2 separate regions of the Mus musculus genome follow, and region 2 is linked to region 1. Evidence: chromatin contacts called from public promoter capture Hi-C data. All regions are on one chromosome and are shown on one strand. The core of a region is the stretch at or near the end of the contact, and the rest is flanking DNA. Distances in the headings are between cores, read along the strand shown. Region 1 overlaps Bend6 (BEN domain containing 6). Region 2 overlaps Dst (dystonin).

Evidence for each region. Capture Hi-C pulls out chosen DNA fragments and counts their contacts.
Region 2: a promoter capture Hi-C map of adipose tissue shows a contact between it and region 1. The contact joins two enhancer-like sites. A contact is called at or near these places in 1 of 15 datasets of contacts at CTCF or cohesin (large pre-B cells), 14 of 484 Hi-C or Micro-C datasets (CD8 T cells, the HL-1 cell line, the N1E-115 cell line and 8 more), 1 of 115 datasets of contacts at active chromatin or transcription factors (astrocytes) and 2 of 9 other capture datasets (adipose tissue and liver).

The regions. Positions count from the first base shown.
Region 1 is chr1:33,882,237-33,884,936 of GRCm38.p6, reverse strand. Bend6 (BEN domain containing 6) reads left to right here. Exons shown (of 7, transcript NM_177235.3): 2 at 1,289-1,496. The coding sequence starts at 1,377. Among named protein-coding and RNA genes, the nearest start is that of Gm38471, 8.8 kb to the right of the region's middle. Within about 2 kb of position 1,331, at least 147 of the 459 cell types and tissues checked have an H3K27ac peak or open chromatin away from gene starts, as enhancers often do. A contact at or near this core is called in adipose tissue and uterus, where this site is marked.
Region 2 is chr1:34,149,552-34,152,251 of GRCm38.p6, reverse strand. It overlaps Dst (dystonin), which reads right to left. Exons shown (of 103, transcript NM_001276764.1): 10 at 1-50. Among named protein-coding and RNA genes, the nearest start is that of Gm51742, 16 kb to the right of the region's middle. Within about 2 kb of position 1,426, at least 89 of the 459 cell types and tissues checked have an H3K27ac peak or open chromatin away from gene starts, as enhancers often do. A contact at or near this core is called in adipose tissue and uterus, where this site is marked.

The DNA of each region.
Region 1 (2,700 bases), core at 82-2,581:
AATATAGCTTTCAAAACGATGCTGGACTCCAGTGTTTTATTATAAACTTTGTGAATAAAAATTTTTGAGTAGTGCATTTGCTAATACATTTATAGTAATTTGATAAGAAGCAAAATATTACCGGGTGCTCAATATTCTATATATTTCATGAAGACTCATATGCTCAATCTGACTCTGGTTTTATTACGTATAATTAAATGCTTATGAAAACAAACCAATTGAAGCAAATACTCTGAAGATTAAATAAGACCTAATGTGCATCACCAGCTATACATAACCAAGGTTAAATGTTGTCATTACAACCCTACTGATAGACTCAACTAGTTTGGGACAAGGGGAACCTCTTATCATAAGATTGCAGAGTTTTCAGAAAGAAAAACACCTTTTAAAGCAAAACTCGGGTCTAAGCAACTCTTATTGGTCTCTTGGGAATATGTTTACCCTCCATCCTGATGTTGTCAACTATTATTAATACATTTTCCTAGAAGTGCATAATTTCAGTTCTGTGTGATGATGTTTACATACACCTAGAATTTTTAAAACCTGTAGATTCTTCATGGCTACTTGACAAGAAGGGCAGATGGAAAGTGTTCTTACACTGTTTGAAGTTTTTAAAGCCAACTAGCCGCACCTGACCACATGAGCAGCTTGAGGGCGGTAACAAAGCTGAATGGGTTCTTTTGTTTCTTAAAGTATGACCTGCTACTGTGTATCAATCCCCTGCCTTGCAATAGATTTTTTTTTCCTTTTAAGATTTATTTATTTATTTATTTATTTAGGGCTGGGGAGATGGCTCTGAGGTTAGGAGCACTGACTGCTCTTCTAGAGGTCCTGAGTTCAATTCCCAGCAACCACATGGTGGCTCACAACCATCTGTAATGGGATCTGATGCCCTCTTCTGGTGTGCCTAAAGACAGCTACAGTGTACTTACATATATAAAATAAATAAAATCTTTAAAACAAAAAAGACTTATTTATTTTATGTATGTGAGTATACCATAGCCGTCGTAAGACACATCTGTGAGGACTTCAGATCCCAGGCTGTGAGCCGCCATGTGGTTGCTGGGAATTGAACTCAGGACCTCTGGAAGAGCAGTCAGTGCTCTTAACCACTGAGCCACGTCTCCAGCACCAAGCTGGATTTTTTTGAGTCAAGTAAACATGTGCGGGAAGTTGGCCAGTAAGAAAGACAACAACATGGCCCCTTCCACATGGCACCTTCCGTGAAAGGCGCTCACCTGAGCCGGCAGCAGGCTGAGGCCCCCTGTGTTTTGTTTTTGTTTTTAAGAAGCGAGAACCGCATGCAGAACAGCGGCACCTACATGGGCGTTTCTGCCATCGCCGTTCCGGAAAGCCTGGGCTGACTAATTGAGAAAATGCAGAAGATCTTGCAGACAGATGACATCACCGACAACCAAGTTCTTAGAAAAAGAAAGAGGAAACGGACAGAGACAGCAAACTCAGAAAATGCGAATAGTGCTCTGGAGAAAGCACAGGTCGGTGTTCTGTTGATTTAATCTTCTCATCTACCTCAGCTGCCTCTGCAATTCTCAGCCTTGTTCCTCGTTGTTTCTTGGCACTTTCCCCCATCTTCTGTAATTTGTCCTTTTTAACTCTTTATCCAACCAAGGGAATATAGTTTCTGTTCTCTTTTTAAGGTTAAGTTAGAAACACAGACAGTAGACAGTTTTCCTACTTCATTTCAGCCAGCACCAGATATAACATTGTTCAAAGTTTGTTTTCTGATCTAAACAAAAGATCATCAAACTGTCTGAAAATGGTTTTCCTCCCAAAATATTTTATGGAAATTGGTGCGTTTCTTCAGTAAGACTTACTCTTTGCTCTTCTGTTTAGAACTCAGCTCACAGCTGTTCCTCACTACCCCATTGCCCTCCTTTCCTTTGAACAACTTACCGACATGTTCATCCTGTATTTTTATTTGAATGTCTTTATACAGTCCCACATTTTATACATGTTTTATACATTTTTACGTGTTTTATAATGCATGTAGCATGCTGTATTCACATGTCCTTAAACAGTACCATCTCCCTCATATCCCCACCTCTGACCCACTTTATAAAACACTGTAAAAGACTACATATATATCATTTAGTAGCACATGAAAATCATAATAGAAATCTTAATTTGTTCCTGATTTTTTCAAAAAGCATTGCACTCTCCAAAATTATCCACAAGACTTGATATTATGAGGTGCATATAAATTGTTAAACATGTTCTCTAGAGAAACAAATCAACATTGCCATCAGCTTATAGAGGAATCCACTTTTGGTTATTTTTCGGGCTAGAACAACTAAAATTCATTAATGTAATATAACTATACCCCACAGGTTATATCTGTATGAAATACATAGGAGGATGACTTGTGGTTTCGAAATTGCTTGTTTGTTTCTATTCATTTGACTAGACATTATAAGATGGCATGGATTAAACGCATTAGTGATTAACTCCAACTCACCAGTAATTTCCCTTCGAGACATTAGCCAAGAGAGTCCAATGTGAACTCTCTACTTCATGCTCCTTGGGTCTCCTGACTGTATGTTTGTATGAGAGTCTGTGTCAGCCTGAAGGTGATCTTGTGAATCTGTCCCTGTGTCTGTCCTTCTGTGTCTGTCTGTTATATCTTTGGGTGTCTGTCTTTTCTGCATGTGACTAACGGTGTTTATGTATGTCTGGTGTGTA
Region 2 (2,700 bases), core at 177-2,676, 270 kb before region 1:
TTGCAAGGTTGCTTTGAACAGCAACAGTATTCATGTCTATCAGGTCCGGCCTAGGAAAAAGTGCACCGTGTTAAGTTTCATCCGTGCCAATTCAGCCTGACACCTGCCTGGGTTAGCCACCTAAGTTATACATCTGTAAGTACCAGTACCACACCCATATTAAAACTGAGGCTTCCGTTAAGCCAGTGGTTCCCAGCCTCTCAAATGCTGTGGCCCTTTAATACAGTTCCTCATGTTGGAGTGATTCCCAACCATAAAATTTTTCACTGCTACTTCATAACTGTAATCATGCTACTGTTGTGAACTGTAATGTAAATATCCGCAATGTGGGCTATCTGATATGTAGGAATATCTGCTTGTGACCAATGGGTTGAGAACCAATGCTTTAAATGCTTCCCCGGTCTCCGCAGCACCCACCCCTCTCCAGCCTCTGCAGGACCCGCCTCTCAATTCTCTGCTGCACCCACCCACTAAAATCTCTTTAGAACCTCCCTATATAGAGGAGACCTCTCTGTCATCCCACAGGCTCTCAGGTTTGCTCAACATTACCCCCCACACAAATAGCGGGCCCTCTGTGTGCTGTGGGCGTATGGGAGGAATGAGCAGTAAGGACCCTGTGTAGCAGTCATATGCACAAGAAACTCCCTTAAAGTACATCACCAATCTTGGGAAGAAAATCAAACACAACTGCGTACTTTTGTTTAACCTAAAGAAAAGGCAGGATTCTGCCCCCCCCCCCCCCCCGCCCCGCCATCAATCTACCTGTACTTTCATTAGGTCTTAGAAGGAAGTGTTCACGAAATGGAAATGTATCTCCACTTCCTATTTGTCCACAGGCCAGAAAATCATCACAAATACCTCACTGGCCTCCATGCCCACCAATGTGGTCAACATTCACCAGTAACAGTATGAGAGGTAAGGACAGCTCTCTCTCTCTCTCTCTCTCTCTCTCTCTCTCTCTCCACACACACACATAAAATATTTATTTAATTCACAGACCCATCTACTTATGTCAAGAATACTAAACAGATATGTACAAAAGGTGCATGCCTTTAATCAGGAGGCAGAGGCAGGCGGATTTCTGAGTTCGAGGCCAGCCTGGTCTACAAAGTGACTTCCAGGACAGCCAGGGCTACACAGAAAAACCCTGTCTCAAAAAAACCAAAAAAAAAAAACCAAATGTCTAAAGTTCTTCCAATAGAAAACTGTTCAAATAAGACCCAGACCTTCTGCGACTGCCAACCTCCGGGCAAGAAAGAGCATGCTATTGTGAGAACCCCGCCATTAGCAAGGAGCGTAAACACTGAGTAATCCCAAGGGGAATGAATAAAGTCATTGAAGAATGAAGGTTTTCTGACCAAGAGAATAAAACACAAAACTTCTTTCAGGATGAGGTCATTTCAGAAGAGAAACAGCTGCACAACACAGGGAGCCGAATGAGCCCCTCCTCCGTCTTGAGTTTAACTATGTTACCAGAACAGCACTGCAGTGGATGTCTTCTAGCCAAAGGTTGCAACAGAGAAAACAAATTAGCTAAGAAAAAAAACTGTAAAGGGGAGAAAATCGAAAGGCACCAGGAAAACCAAAGACCCTAAGGAGTCTTTCTTACACTGTCGCCTGGCTTGGCTGGCCCCTTCTCTTCCAGTGGCCTTCCACTGCTCTTCCTGAAGCACCCGGGGGCTTGTGCTCTGCTCTGAGTATCTACAGCTTCTGCTCTGAGTGTCTACCGCCTCCACCCTTGATAATCTCACTAGGATAACAGTCTTTAAATTTCCATCTATTTGGGACTAGAGAGATGCCTCAGATGCAACCATGAATGTTTTGTGTTCAAACCCCAAGCAGCCATCTAAAAAGCTGGACGTGGCTTTGTGTGTCTATAATCTCAGCATTGGGTGGCAAAGAGAGATGGACCCCAAGAGCTTGGTGGCCCGTTGGCCAGCCTGTGAAAATGGTGAGCTTCAAAATGGTGGTCTTCAGGAGAGACCTTGTAACAAGGCAGTATTCGTGCAATAGAAGACACGTGAGCACACACCTGTATACCACACACGTATGCACACATGCAAATGTATGCTATACACACAAAGCAATTCAGATGCTCCCTCTTACTGAAGATATTTATCCCCATCGTAAAGCTCACATCTCACTTTCGTGGAACGTTAGCGGGAATTTTACTCACAGCCTGGTTTAAGTATGCAAAGAGCATGAGCCCACACTGCGGGCACACGAAGGCAGCGTGTTCCTACTTCTGCTCGACGACGCTAGCCTTAGTTATTATCATTCCCCTATTTTATAGACACGTTTTCTTGTTCACATAATGCACTCTGACAAAAATATATGCTAGACATTTTGTAGAAAAGCATTTTTACTGATAAGCTCTTGACCTTTATTATCTTATAATTTGATTTTTACATGCTTTATACCTTTTTTTTTTTCTGGTTTTTCGAGACAGGGTTTCTCTGTATAGCCCTGGCTGTCCTGAAACTCACTTTGTAGACCAGGCTGGCCTCGAACTCAGAAATCCGCCTGCCTCTGCCTCCCGAGTGCTGGGATTAAAGGTGTGCACCACCACGCCCGGCTGCTTTATACCTCTTAAAACACCACAACCCATCTTTTCTTTCAGAAATGATTACAAGAAAACTACATAAATTTTAAATTGAAAATATAAGATCATAAGGACATAAAGTCCTTAGAACTGAGGCC